Linked DNA regions of Rattus norvegicus: regions 2 and 3 are each linked to region 1. A link is a contact called in public Hi-C data. All regions are on one chromosome and are shown on one strand. Each heading gives the region's core, a stretch centred on a gene start, on an enhancer-like site or on the middle of the called end of the contact. The rest is flanking DNA. Distances are from core to core; before and after follow the strand shown. Region 1 holds the start of Mgat5 (alpha-1,6-mannosylglycoprotein 6-beta-N-acetylglucosaminyltransferase). Region 2 overlaps Mgat5 (alpha-1,6-mannosylglycoprotein 6-beta-N-acetylglucosaminyltransferase). Region 3 overlaps Mgat5 (alpha-1,6-mannosylglycoprotein 6-beta-N-acetylglucosaminyltransferase).

What was found. A called contact is a pair of places that touch in the nucleus more often than the background predicts.
Region 2: a contact with region 1 is called in a Hi-C map of the A7r5 cell line, with 3 times the contacts expected there. The contact joins the enhancer-like site here to the promoter of Mgat5 in region 1. A contact is called at or near these places in 2 of 12 Hi-C or Micro-C datasets (the A7r5 cell line and frontal cortex) and 1 of 1 datasets of contacts at active chromatin or transcription factors (oligodendrocytes).
Region 3: a contact with region 1 is called in a Hi-C map of kidney, with 2.2 times the contacts expected there. The contact joins the enhancer-like site here to the promoter of Mgat5 in region 1. A contact is called at or near these places in 2 of 12 Hi-C or Micro-C datasets (both in kidney).

What each region holds. Positions count from the first base shown.
Region 1 is chr13:41,226,671-41,231,581 of GRCr8, forward strand. It overlaps Mgat5 (alpha-1,6-mannosylglycoprotein 6-beta-N-acetylglucosaminyltransferase), which reads left to right and starts at 1,992. Exons shown (of 18, transcript NM_023095.1): 1 at 1,992-2,097.
Region 2 is chr13:41,333,763-41,338,673 of GRCr8, forward strand. The region is part of intron 3 of Mgat5 (alpha-1,6-mannosylglycoprotein 6-beta-N-acetylglucosaminyltransferase); the gene reads left to right. Among named protein-coding and RNA genes, the nearest start is that of Mgat5, 110 kb to the left of the region's middle. Within about 2 kb of position 2,664, at least 20 of the 93 cell types and tissues checked have an H3K27ac peak or open chromatin away from gene starts, as enhancers often do.
Region 3 is chr13:41,308,342-41,313,252 of GRCr8, forward strand. All of the region lies in intron 2 of Mgat5 (alpha-1,6-mannosylglycoprotein 6-beta-N-acetylglucosaminyltransferase), which reads left to right. Among named protein-coding and RNA genes, the nearest start is that of Mgat5, 82 kb to the left of the region's middle. Within about 2 kb of position 1,855, at least 1 of the 93 cell types and tissues checked has an H3K27ac peak or open chromatin away from gene starts, as enhancers often do. A contact at or near this core is called in kidney, where this site is marked.

The sequences.
Region 1 (4,911 bases), core at 742-3,241:
TGGCTTTCAAGGGAATCTATTGTGATTAGACTCTGTACCCAGCACAGAAAGTCCTGGCCACCAGATGTCACCATTTTTCTTGAGACATTTTCCCCCCTAAGGGCTTGAGAGGAAGAATACCTCAGAATATTCTTGGGTTTGCAGAAAAGGTCATCCTGTGCACCCAAATTTCCTCTGTGTCCTCGGACCCCACCTGGACTGTCTCTGATCCCCGGAAGCTCTTCTGATCCAGAAGTAGCCCGGCCTCTTCCTCCAGGTGAATGGATGTTAAAGAAGGTCTGATTTCATTTGTGTGCATTCCCAGGGTGCTCCAAGCAGGAGTCAACACCACAGGTGTGTTCTATGTAGGGCCTGGGTGTCAAAAGCTCTTACTCCCTGGCTGTGTAGCCCAGAGAACCACTTTACAAAACTCAGAAGAAGAACTAAATTGTTTCTAGATGGGGAAAAAAAATCCAAAATTCTATAATCCCCAGGTTTCAAATAAATCTGCTGGGGATGTGGAGGGGGGAAAGTTAGGGTGAAATTAGCCCAGGAATGGAGACCCCAGCGAGTCTGTGAAACAAGGTTGGAGAAATTCTGCAGGATCAACCCTTATACTGTAACTAGATATAGCAATGGCTCACAGGAGTAGGACTTCCTGTCATTTACACCCGGGGTAATCCACCAGTCCACCCTCCTTCCATTCCAGATAACACTTAACCAAGATCTATAATGATCCAGGATGTAAATGCATGGCCAGCTCCCTGGAGGGTGGCTGATTGAATATTTCATGCTAGTCAGTGTTTCGTGGTGGTGCCCTCCGGGCTGGAGATGTGCTTTATTTCTTTTTGAATTTACAAGAGTACCGCGTTAAGCTGTCCAGGCTGCTCATAAAACGCAGACACAGCAGAGCAAAGAAGCCCATTAGAAAAATTGTGTGCCTACTGTGTACCAGTCACTGCCAAACCCTTTACAAATATTTCACTCCCTCTTCACAATAACATCACGAAAGCAGCCGTTATTGCTCTCATCAATGGAGCCCTTGAGAGGAGCACGATAATTGGCTTGCTCAGGGTCACCAAAACCAAGGGCATGGTGGCTGATGCTTGTAATTTCCCGCACTCAGGAGATGGAGGCAAGAGGGTCCAGAGTTCGAGGTTATCCTCTGCTAGAAAGCAAGTTGGTTAGGGCCAGTCAGGGTCAGGTAAGACTGCACCTTCCATTCCCACCCTACCCCCCAAATCACAAAATAAACAAATACGAATCTGTTCAGAAAAAAAAAAACCCACGGGACAGAAATTCCTACTGCTTTTGCCAATCTATTCTACCAAGTATAAAATGGAGCTCAGGGCGTTTATTAAAGTTGGCAAGACCCCTAAATAGTTGAGCCCGCCATCTCCCTCCCCACTGGCTTCACTGCTGAGGTGGCCCAGAGATCATCACTCCGGAGGATGCACTGTATGTAACAGTAATTGTACCCTGCCCCTGACCTTGCTAGAGTATTATTTACTCAACTCCTTCGGTCTAGCTCTCTGCCTGTTTCTCCTTGGGCTGCATGCAGAATGGAGCGGCTTCAAGTGCTCTTGTACAGGGTCTAGAGTTTGCAGACGATCCCCGAGAAGCAGAGGCGTTCCGAATTGGCTGAGCGCTCTGCCGGGGTGGGCGGGGAATTTGCCGAACGTCCGTGGCCCGGAATCCCTTTGCCTTAGAGATCCGCGCGAGCCCAGAAGCTGAGAGAAGTTGGGTAGGTCGATCTGGAAAGGGTAGTAGAAACCTCGAAAAGATCTCCTAACCATTCGGTCCTGATCGTTTGGACCCAGGAGGAACGTCCCCGCTTGCGTCTAGGGGCGGAAGGTGGACGCGCTGCGCACGGCCTCGCCAGGGCTGGTAGTTTTCAGACCGTCCCTGCCGAGGCCCGCTCGCCCGGCAGCCCTGCGGCTCCCGCGGTGGCGGCGGCCACCCCAGGCTCCATCCAGCCCAGGTAGCTGTGCCTCAGTCTCTGGGGGCGCTGTGACCCCGCTCCTGGCTGTGCCTGGGACCCCAGTTCCCAGGAGCACGGTTGCAGGAGAGTGACCCCGACTGCTACTGATGGTGCTTCTGCTGCTCCTCTACTAGCAGGTAAGAGCTGCTGCAGGGTCGAACGATCGATTCAGAAGCTCGCCATCCCCCCTCGGGGAGATGCACGGACTGTGGATCGCGAGGGACGCGTGGGGGACGCTAGGGGAGCTGAGACAGTCCTTATCCGGTCCAACGCTGACACCCGGGGCTGCGTGGGTGGATGTACTGGCCGTGTTTGATTTGGGACGGGGGAGGGAACCCCAGAGTACAACCGAAGGGACCCACTTGGAGGGTCCACCACCTGCTCAGTAGCATCCCATCTCATGGGACCCTGAAGATCTTCCCTGAGGCTTTTAGGCTTCCAAGGAACTGTCCAGAGGGGGCTCGGGTGGCGTGGGCTGGAGGAGGCGAGAAGGAGGAGGAGATTGGCATTTTGGACGTTGGGACCGCGGTGAAACCAGAAACCAGGATGCCAGCGTGAGCGGGGCTAGGGTCCTAGGGATCCGAGAGCTCAGCATGAGATGTGCCTTGAACCAGTTGGAAAGAAGAATGAAGGAGTGGGGCCCCAGTTCCCTGGGGAGAAGGAATATGAAGATCCAGAGCTCCGGGTTGAGAGGTCAAGAAGACCCTTCGGAACCCAGATAGTACTGGGGACCGCCAGCCCCGACCACGATCCAGCCGGCGTGCACCCACGACTGGGAGATGGCAGAGGCTGCGGGATGTAAGGGCGACACCCGCGTACACACTCCCCTAGAGCATGCTCAGTGCGGTCCTGGGAACTTCCTGCCGAGTCGCCAGGCCAGTCGCTTTGGTCCCCTTTGGGGCCACAGCTCACAAAATTGGGGGTAGGGGATGTGTGAGTGGGGATCTCTGTGCCCTCTTGTTCACCCTTTTTCATTCCCGGGCCTCTGCCTGGCCTGTGACTGCCACCACAGTTCTGCTTTCTAGAGCCACTCTGGCCTCAGGAGATGGGGGCGTGGATGTCATACCCTTGCTCCCTGCGGGTAGAAGACCAGAGGCCTGATACTGCGTTGGTCTGCCAGGTGGACCGACTCTCTGGGAACGCAGGCCACTCAGTCGCGCGCATTTACTCTGTGCTGGGAGCAGGTTGGGTGGAAGGGGGTGTGTGAGCCTGGCAACATTTGCGCGCGCTCCCAGTCCATGTCACACACAAAGCCACCGCAGGGAAGAGGGAAGGGGTGGCGCTTGTATTTGTTTCCCCCAGTGGCTTTTGGAGAACCCTTGAGCTGTGTGCATGCCTGTCTCTCTCTCTCTCTGTCTGTCTGTCTGTCTGTCTGTCTGTCTCTGTCTCTGTCTCTGTCTCTGTCTCTCTCTCTCTCTCTCTCTCTCTGTGTGTGTGTGTGTGTGTGTGTGTGTGTGTGTGTGTGTGTGTGTGTGTGTGTGTAAGTGTTAAGACCCAGATAATGCCTTCTGATTTGCTGAGGTTGTCCTGGTCTAGATCTAGAGCTCAGTAATTCCTGGCACTAGTTGCCAGGCCTTCTGCTTGGTGTTTGAATATGATCCTGGGTACCTCTGGGGCTGTAAAGTTGGGAAGCAGCAAACCAGAGGTTTGTGTGAATTTTCCCTTGTAATGGCAAAGTCACATCTGTTACTACACTTGGATATAAGGTTAGATCAAATTAGAATCTGTTGAGTTTTAAGTGGAAAGCAAGTTCATTAACTGATGTAGCTCGAGTTCGTTGTCAAGTCTGGAGGGATCTCCCACCCAGGACTTGTGGGGGACCCTTTGTTCCTGGAATGGAGCTCTATCTCCATCAAAGTCACACCATCTCATACCTGTCTTCTATGAATTTTCCCACCCTCCCTTAGTTTCTCTAATTATTTTGTGGCTGTTGCTCAGTGCTGAGATTGGCAGGCTTAAGTCTGATTCCCTTAGGATCAGAACAAAGCTCCCCCCTTTAGGGGACATTTTAGTTTTTCTTCTGTTATCAACTTAATGTCCATATGAGAAACTTGATGTAGAGCTCTGGAAATGGAGAGAAGGAGTGAATGGGGCAATAGTGACCTAAGTACCCTTTTTAGGGACAGAGAAAAGAGGAAGTGTCTGTCCCCAGCAAGTGTCTGTGGCCCAGTTGAATGTCTGGGCAAAAGGCTTGAGTCATGTCTTTCCTGTGTCTCCTTCCTTCAGCCTTCCTTCCTAGTTTGGGACATTTGAGACTGGAGTTAGTAGGATAAGAGTCTATAGGGGCTTGGAGCTTTGTAACTATCCGTGTGTGTGTGTGTGTGTGTGTGTGTGTGTGTGTGTGTGTGTGTTTGTGTGTGGAGAGAGAGAGAGAGAGAGAGAGAGAGAGAGAGAGAGAAAGAGAGAGAGAGAGAGAGAGAGAGAGAGAGAGAGAGAGAGAGACACCTTGCGTCCTTGCATGTGGAGGTCAGAGAACAGCCTCAGCTGTCATTCCTTAGATTTTGTCCATCTTGGGTTTTTTGTTTTGTTTTGTTTTTATGTTCTTTGTTTGTTTGTTTTTGAGCCAGGGTCTCTCACTGGCCTGGTACTAGTTGGGTAGGCTGGTCTGACTGAGCTTCAGAGGTCCATCTGTCTGCACCTCCACAACACTGAAATTATAACTCTATGTCATTGTGCCTTCCTTTTTTTTTTAATGTGAAATTTGTGCATGTGAGTGTATGTGTGTATGTATATGTGTGTGTGTGCGTGTGTGTGTGTGCGCACGCCTGTGTGTAAGTAGGACAGCCTCAAGCATCAATCCTTGCCTTCAATCTTGTCAGAGATAAGACAAGCTCTTGTTTTCTGGGGCATATGCCAGCCGAGACCTAGCCGAATTCCGAGGTGCCTGTCTCTGTCTCGCATCTTTCCACAGGAGTGCTAGGATTATAGACACTGTGGTGCCCAGCTTTATA
Region 2 (4,911 bases), core at 1,414-3,913, 110 kb after region 1:
TTGTCTTCGCAGGACATTGCATCTGTAGGAGCCTAGAGGAGTTATTTATTCCAGTTCTTCCCTTTTGGGGAATTAGCAAAGTAATTATTACCTTTCCCCTCATGTCAGCAAACAGTGAAAAGGAGCCATCAGCAAGTCTGACATGATTTTCTCCCACCATGTTGACAGGCCAATAAAAGTGGTCTTTGGAGCTGAGTTTCTAGAACTTACTAGAGTGTATACACTTGAGGTGTTGGGACCGTCCTGTGGTGAGGTCTCCTGAGACAGGGTTGCTTGGTCCTGTTGATGTTTTAGGTTAGAGAAATCCACTTCAGTACAATCTTATTTACACAGTGTTTTAACTTTCTTCTTTGCTGTTTTGGTCATAAGTTGTAGTCTGACCAAAGGCAACTTAGGGAAGGGAAGAATTTATTTGACTTACAGTTCCAGATTAGAGTCTAATCCATCATTGAGGGGAGTGGAGGCAGGAGCCTGGAGGAAGGAACCATGAAAGAACACTGCTTGCTCGGTCACTCCCTGACTTGATGCCCGCCTCCCTCATAGACTCGAGCTTAAGTAACTTGATTATACAGCTTGAGACTGCTAGGAATAGAGAGGGAGAGAGGGAGAGGGAGAGGGTGGGGGAGAGAGAGAGAGAGAGAGAGAGAGAGAGAGAGAGAGAGAGAGAGAAGAAAATATTATTTGATCGAATCTTATTTCAGGCCATTATAGACTGTGTCAATTTGACCCTTAAAGACCCTTAGCACACATAGTATGAGCTTTTAACAGGAGATGCCAGTAGCCTCCCCCTAGTTACGACAAATATGACGATAACAAATGCATTCTAAAGTAGATGACTGGTATGTTTGTTTTTGAGTCTTGAGTTTGGCAACCTCACTGTTCCTTTGGCTTAGGATTTTACACACTAGCCACTAAGTGGTGGCAGGGTGGTGTTAGCTACGGTGTGATCTAGTGCTAGTCCTGAGAGTCTGGAGAGACATCATGGTGACCCCCACCTCTCCTTGGTTTTGCCACCGCTGGTGACAGTGTCAGGTAGGCAGCTCCGGTGGGTGGAGGCAGGAAGATCAGGAGTTCAGAGTCACTTTTGGCTACACGGGAATCTGGGAGGCCAGCCTGAGCTACATGTCTTAGGTAAGATACTGAAACTTTGGCATATTGTACGGCTTAGCTGGGCTGTGTGGGCCATCTGCTTGCACACTCTTTTTTGTCTGCTGCAGATACAGACCGTGTTTGGTGTACTGTGGAGACAATGGCCCTGAGAGGATGGATGAACAGTTGGTCCTACGTGTTCAGGATCTGTGTCAGAGTATAGGAAAGTGACAAGCCTCCCCTCCCATTCCCATAGGAAGAGTCAGCGCATCTTGGTGTGCTGTAAACAGAGCTTCGCTGCTTGACGAATTTGAATAGTTGATTTTTAAATGACTCCTGGCTCATTACAATCGAGCTTATAGATCTTAGGACGGTGTTGAGCAAGGTTTGGCCTATGGGCCAAATTCGCACTGCTGCTTATTGGTATAAATAAAGTTTTATTGGAACATGGCCACTCTCAGTTGTTTATAACAGGTTCGATTACTTAGAAACATGATGACACCAACATTCCTTTCACAGAACTGAAACTTCTAAAACGTTCTGATTTCTGCCTTCTTCGGTCACTGTAGCCCATTCTCTGGTCATTAGGGATTCAGCAACTACCCGGGATTCTTTTGATGAAAAGAAGTCAGCAACTTACAGCTTGTGGCCAAATCCTCCTTGTTGTTTAATTTTGTAAAGAAAGCTTATGAGACTACAAGTGTCCTAGTCACTGGAGGAGATGAGACTGTATCTGAGGTCATACACATTCAGGCCTCAGCCTCATCCCCTGTTATAAAATAACTGTATGTGACAGAAGTCTCCATGTTAGCACCCTTTGCAGTACAGGAATTGCTTTGGAATTCTTGATTTGGGCATGAGAGGCTTCAACCGTGCTCAACCATGAGGAGCTCCTTTCTCCCCACGTCCTCACAGTTTTTCCCGTCTTTTTATCTTATTTCAGTTCTTAAGGAATAAGAAACAGAAAGCAGAATGAAGAAAGACTTCTGAACTCCTTCTGGGACTCGGTCATTCAAATGTGTTGCTGGAAAGTCCCCAGCAGCCTGTGCAGAACAGTGGGGGCATTCATCCTTGGGGTGCAGGGTGTGGGCTCCTGCCTCCCAGCCACACCTGCTTACCTCAGGCCAGCCCAGCATGGACTGGGCCTGCCTGGGTCATGGCTGTTGCCATTCACTTCAGTCAATGCTGTTTTTGTTTCTGAGGTGACCCAGTCTTTCTGGGGCTGCTTGCCCCACATTCCCAATCCAGGTGGTGCTCTTTTCCTTAAGGTCAGACCTGGGCCACTTCTGTGCTCTCGTTTTGGAAATTCAGCACAGTGCTACCCCATCTGTAGTCCTGCTACCTCTTAGTGACCCTTTCATGTCCTCCTGCCTCGCTGGATGCTGGGTACTTTACTCCAGAGAAGTTCCTAGTTCAGACTAACACAGCTGCGAGCTTCTCACTCCCACCCCCAGACCACCTTCCTGCTGTCCGGTTTCTCTCGGCCTTTGGGTTCTATGGCCTGTTTTGTCTTGGACTCTGCTGGCCTGAACTGTCCGTTTGACTGGCTCTCCTCCTCAGAGACTGGCTTGTTGTTGGGTCCATCTGTGCTGGCTGGGCCTAAGCAGCTTCAGTGCTTATGGTAGGAGGATTCTTCTACTGCCGTGGATGCCCTGCCTTTAATAATAGGAGCGCAATGTCAGAGAATAATCGCTTCTTCCTTGTAGAAAATTGGCAAAGGGCAAATTTGGTTTATAAACAGTCCTAGAGGGACCAAATAGATGTCTCAGCAATTAAGAGTTGCCTGTTCTTCCAGCATCCTCACTTGGTATCTTAGAACCATCTGTAACCCCAGCTCCAGAGGATCCAGGGTCTCCCCCTGACCCCTGAAGACACCTACACTCAAGTATTCATACCTACACCTCTACACACATGCGCATGCACACACACACACACACACACACACACACACACACACACACACACACACACACACACGCAGGCACACAGGCACCTTTAAAAGAAGCCCCAGGGACTTCTTTGCCTCGAGTGGTGAGAGAAGCCACCTCTTCTGAATGTGTCTTTTAATTAATGTATTTGAATTATTATACAAACTATTAGGTTTCATTATGATAGTTTCAAAGTTTGCTTTTGATGGTTCTCCTCCCCTCTTTTCTTCCTCATGTTTCCCTTTATCCCTCCCCCTCCCCCATAGCCTCCTTTCTGCCTTTAGGTCACCTATTCTGTTACCCTTCCCCCAGCCTCAACACCTTTCCCCCCCACCATGATCCCCTTTCCAGTGTCATAGCCTACACTCATACTCACACACACACACACACACACACACACACACACACACACACACACAGGCACACACACATTGAAAGCTAGGCTCTGTTTTTAGAGGAAGAAGCAGTCACCTCACTCAGTATAGTAATATCCAGGTCCACTTACTGTCCCACGATTTCCATTTTTCTTTACAGCCGAATGAAATCCCCTGGTGTATGTATGTCCTGTTTTCATTATCTACGCATCTGTTGATGGGCATCTAATAAACAGGTCCTGGGATAGCATCCTGGAAGTGTTTGTGTAACTGAAGGGCAAAAGGAAGGCTGGTTCAAGGGGTGGCTTGGACAGAGTATGCCCAGCAGGAGACAGATGCACACTGGATACTGGAGGGTCCACGTGCTGTGGGGGAGAAAAGCCCAGTGTGAATGTATGAAGGAGAGAGTTGCTGTGGAAATGAATGCTGGAGGCGCCCCGGCGCCCCTTGGAGGACTGCATTGTGGGTGTCAGTCAGGTAAGGGAGTTAGCTCTGGGCTTTGATCAGCAGTCTGGATTGTGTAGCCCTAAGTGCCTTTGGCTGGTGGTGCCTCTCCAGCCTGGATGTTTATGTCTAGGGTATTGGCGCCACCCTGAGTGCACATCCCCAGATGACTTTCTGAGCTGCACATAAGAGCTTTTACAAGACCTCTCTTTCCATTGTCCTAGGAGAAAAAAACAAGGTGAGGTGAGACAAAGTTGCAAGTCTAGAAAAGTGCCTCCCACCACCCTCTTCCCCCTTTTGTCTTCCTATTGTTACCAATAGGACCAAGGGAGCTGTCATGTGAAGGCTAGGACATTGTGGAGTCCCATGGGAAATGACTGTGGTAAAAGCATAGTCCCTGGCCTTGAAGGAAAAATACATTGTTACTGCAGCAAGACTGGTAGGAGGAAGATAGGCTCCAGGACTTGTCTCAGGAGACCTTGCTTTCTCCAAGGATACAGCTGGTGCGGTTTAGGGAAGGACTGCTTGGCACCCTGGGAACCTAAAAATGAACGTCTTTGGGGGCTTTGAGGCATTCATTTCCTGATGGGCTGTGCTGGACACTCAGCCACATAGTTCTATCAAAGGGAGGCCAAGTTCTGGAGCCATACAGCAGCCCAGTGTGAAGACTGTGGAGACAGACAGCATGGTGTGTCTCATGCCCACAAGTGAATATGGGGCCTACCCTTCCTTCTCCCTATTGTAGAGCCTTTTCTCCAACACTGGCCTTGAGAAAGGGATGCGTCTCAGGCCCTTCTTACCGTTCAGAGGGTGCCATGTCTCTTTTCACACCTGTGTCACCATGCTTTTTTTCCTCTCAGAACAAGCAGGGCAAACCTCATACCACAGTGATCCAGCCCTCAGGAGTTCCCTGTCTTCCTCACTCTTGTTCTGGGTCTCAGATGAGAGTTTTCCAATGTTCTGGCTTCTGTATCTTCTTTACTCCCTTGCTCACTCACAGCTTCTGAGAAGTATGCCAGACCTCCTCACAGGAGGGCCACCCACCATGGTTCTCATCCTTCCTAACTTTTAGGCCA
Region 3 (4,911 bases), core at 605-3,104, 82 kb after region 1:
TAGCTTCGGGTGGCCTTGAACTTGCTTTATAGCTGAGGATGGCTTTGAACTTCTGATCCTCCTACTTTCACTTCCGGTTGCCGAGAATACAGGTATGCTCTATCTCAGCTAGTTTATGAGCACTAGGTGGAACCCAGGGTTTCGTGCATGCCAGGCAAGCACCAAACTGTATTGTATCCTCAACCTGGCACGCTACCTTTCAAAGTGATGTTTCCTTTGAAGACTGAAAAGCTGAAGTGTAGCCTCTAATCTTTATAGTAGAATTACCTCTGTCTGAAGATTTAGAGGATACACTTCTGGCTTGATTTTAATTATTTAAAACCATGTTTTGTGTGTGTGTGTGTGTGTGTGTGTGTGTGTGTGTGTGTGTGTGTGTGTGTGTGTGTGTGTCCTTGTGGCCATGTACACATGAGTGCAGTACCTGCAGAGGCCAGAAGAGGGTGCTCTATTCCCCCTATTGTTAAAGGAAGCTCTGAAGGCATCTGATGCTAGGATATGAACCCAGATCCTCTGCTCAAGCAATAAATGTGCACTCTTAGCTGCTGAGCCGTCTCTCTAGCCTCGGTGTTTGACTTTCTTGACTCGTGATTTTTGCAGAAGGAAGAAGCAGTTACGCAGTGATATATATGTCTTCTGTTTAGACATGTTTCTATCTGAGAAACTAGAATGTGTTAGCAATCGGTCTGTTTATTGGTTTTGTTTTGTTTAGGTAGATGCTGTCTGAATTTTGACTTGTTTTTTCACACTTGCTCTGGAGTCAGATAAACTTGGGATTGGAGTTTGTCACCATTCCCCTGGGTGACTTTGGGAACAGCATCCGCTCAGTCTCTGACCCTGTATGTTCAGTGAGCAGTGCATTTTTTTGACATTAAAAATGAAATGAGAAACAAACTCATCTAGTCCTGAATCTGAAGTGCCCCTAACCTAAAACTATTTGAATGCACAAGAAGGAGATTCCACCTTGACTTGATGTGACTGATGGTGTTCAAATGTTGTGGAAGAAACCTGGCTTAGTTTCTTTCCCTGTGGCTGTGATAAAAAAACCTCGACCAAAGCTGCTTAAGGGAAGAGGGGTTTATTAAGGTCACAATTCCATGTTTCAGTCCACCTGGCAGAGAAGTCAAGAAAACAAGAGCTGGTCTTGTTTTCTTGTAGCGAATGTTGAATTAATTCGTGCTTGCTAGTGTTAAACTCACTTCCTCCACCCTCTTATAGTTCAGACTCCCCTTCTTAGGGAATGGTGCCGCCCACAGTGGGCGGGGCCTCCCCACCTCAATTAGTAGACTGCAGATAATCCCCTACAAACATGCTCACTGGCCAGCCTGAGCTAGGCAGTCCTCTGTGGAGACTTCTTTTCCAGGTAATTCTAGATTGTGTCAAGCTGACAATTAAAACCAACAAAAGCACTCCCTTCATGCTGTGTGTATAAGCTCTATATGAAACAAAAGAATTTTGTGTATAGACTTGGGTCTCATTTCTGGAATACGCCATATATATGAGAATATATTTTTATATACTAATATATGCATTATGTATATATATATAAATATATAAAAATAACCTATAAAATTATATGAATATATAAATACATATGAAAATATTCTAAAATCTGTAAAAATCACCAGCTGGCCCTGAGCAGTTCTGATTAGGATTAGGGATTCACACTTTGTAGCAGAACCAGAACGCCTCTGCTTTCTTTGACCTTGGACTCCTAGCATGGAGAAGGCACTGCTACTAGGAAGAACTCTGTGGCTGAGATTACACTGAAACATGTTTCAGTGCCCTGGGAAGGCGGCTTAGGTAGCAAAGTCCTTGTCTTGCAGGCCATTGACCCTTACAATATGTGTAAGAACCAGGCATGGTGATGTGTGCTTGGAATTCCAACACTGCAGAGGTCTGGCAGATAGGCTCCTGGGGCTGCCAGATGAGCTATTCCAGGCTACTCAGTAAGCCCCAGGCCTGAGCAAATACATGTTTTAAGAAATGGTGGATTACATATAAAAGAATGACAGAAGGGGCTGTCTTCCAGTCTCCACACACATGTACATGTATGTCCACCTACACACAGAGAAACATACACACACACACATGTACACACACACACACACACACACACACACACACACACATACACACTGACATACAAAGAGGTCCCTTCCATCCTAAGATTATTCACTGCTCTTCCAGAAGATTCAAGTTCAGTTCTCAGCATTCATAGTGGGCAGCTCACAACCTCCTAGAACTCCAGCTCCAGTGAATTCGGCCTTTTATTCTGGCTCCCGTGGGCACCTGAACACGTGTGCACATAGACAACACATAGACACATACATGTACATGCAATAAAACAACAGCACTCGAAATGTATATAAGAAATACTCAAGTTAATAAAAAAAAATTTGTAACTGTAAAAAAAAAAAAAAAACCCAACAACAGCAAAGTCCCCCTCCAAAGTCACTCTCAGAAGAAAGCGTTTTGGATACTCTGTTGGCAGGTCGTTACTACGGGTTAGCTAAACTAGATGGCACACATTGCTGTCTGCCTCCTCCAGTGACCTCAGAAAGAGAAGCCCCCCACCCCACCCTTTTATTCTGCTCTGGCGTTTCATCTTAAATGGCATCCGAAAGTTCTGTTCATGGCGGGTAAGAACTGTTTGTCTTCAATTCCTTGGGGTTAGAACAGCCACTGCTGGAGGTAGGCAGGCTCTTTTGGGGTGTAACAGGAGGGAGTTCGCAGTTTTCTTTACCCAGCCTGGCGCTCATTTGAAGAGCTTTTCTCCATCCTTTCAGGAAAGTAGACAAAGCAGGATCTGACTTGAAAGCTCGAGCAAGGCAGGAAAGAATTGGATACCCACAATGCCAGGCTCACAGAGGGGACTGCTGGGCATGAACCCATTAGCACGCGACGGAATGGCTTCTAGAGAAGTATTCCTTCTGTTAAAAGGGAGAAAGACTGGGAGCTTGGGGTACAACTCAGTGGTGAGCTGCTTACATAGCATGCATGGTGCCCTGGGTTCCATCCCCAGCATTATGAAAGTATGTGTGTTGGGGAGGGGAGGATCTAGGATATCTTTAGCACATTTAAGGCATAGTTAGCGGAAGGCCACAGTGTTTGTGGGACTCTGTCAGAACACTGTTTGAAGCTCCATTGCAGTGTGCATTGGTGATAGGGTAGGCATATGTGCATGTTCGTGTGTGTGAGCACCGGCACGTAGATGCTTAGTTCAGAAGCCCATGTGTACACACCCAGGCATCAGTCCTCACATTCTGTGTGTTTGAGACAGGTCTGTTGTTTGCTTCTCTATATCCTGGGCTAGCTGGCCTCCCAGATTCTAGAGATTTCCCCAATCTCTGCCTCTCAAACTCACCACAGGGCCACTGTGGCTACAGATGCAAGTTGCTGAACCTGGCTTTTAAACTGTGGGATCCAAACTCAGATCTTGACCCTTGTACACCAAGTGCCTTATCTATGGAGTCATTTCCCCAACACAGCCTTTGGCAAATTTCAGGACAAGAAAAATCCTAAGTAATTGTTTTCATTGCTGGCGTTCAAGGTGTCTGATTGCCCTGTGGTTACAAGATACTGTAGACACACCTTTCTCCAGAGATGAATTTGAGGGAAAATGTCCAACCCTCTTTGACTTGATTGTGCAGTATACTGATTGACAACCTGTCAGCCCCACCCCATTTGAAAGCTTTGTGAGGATGGATCTGAACCCCTTGAAGGTTTTACCTTCACAGTGCTAAACTTTGTCAGCAGAATGTGCAAGAGGTATATTGTAGAGGGGAAGGATTTTGCTTCTGGTCTCAAGGGTAGGAAGGTTCTACAAGATGCTGCGTTTTGTCCAGTGTCCTCTTACGGTATTTGGTATACCGCTAGCAGCAGCAGCAGCAGCAGCAGCAGCTTTTTGTGTTATTGTTGTTGTTGTTGTTTTCGGCAGACCCTACATTACCAGGATTATCAGGGCCAGAGCCCTGGTCCTGGCAGCTGCGACAAGCCATAATTATAATTAGCCATCCACACTCAGTAGGCCAATTAAACACGTAGTGGTGAAAAGCAGAGAAGATGTATTCAATGTGGTCATACTGGGAAAAGAACAAAGAAGTCCAATGACTTCTGCTAAGTCCATCTTCATGGTCAGCACATGAAGTTTGGGTTTAATGGAGGGCATAGCTAGGTAGTCCTGGTCACGGTGTGGTCCTGCCCATCACATGGTCCCACCCATCACTGATATGGTCTCGCCCATCACTGACGTGGTCCCGCCCATCACTGACCCACCATCTTCTCAGCTCCAGTCTTACCTGCATGGTGTTCTGACAGGTTGCCAGAACTCCATGAAACCTCTTTCCAGGAGACAGACCCTCCATTCAGGCTGCTACCAGGGTCCAACCTTTTCCTTTCCCAGCGTTAGATTCCTGGGGTGATTCCAATGTCTTGGAATCCATATTTCACTAGCTGGATAGCCAAATCAGGGGCACAAGTGTCTCCTCAGAGCATCACCTCCACTGCTGTCGGGAGGGTTGCACCCTGAGCAGCCTGGCACCCAAGTGCTTAGAGCCTAGAGTCCCGTGAACTGATTTCCAGAGAGTCTAGAAGGCACCAGTGACGTCACCACAGGCATTGCAGTGACATGTGGTTATGTGACGATTCAGGATCTCTGCCCTGGATGGGAGCCTGTCTCCAAGCATTCTTCCCAGACCTATGGATGCTGGCTGTCGCATGTAGCTGGTCTTCCTCAAGGTCTCAAGAACACTGGGTTACTTCTCACTAGTTAGTACACAGGCATTTATATTAAGATTTTCTTGTTCAAGGGCTGGAGAGATGAGTCAGTTGTTAAGTGCACTCGATACTCTTTAGGTCAATCTGGATTCAATTCCCAGCTCCCACAGGAGGCGGACAACTGTTGGTAACTCC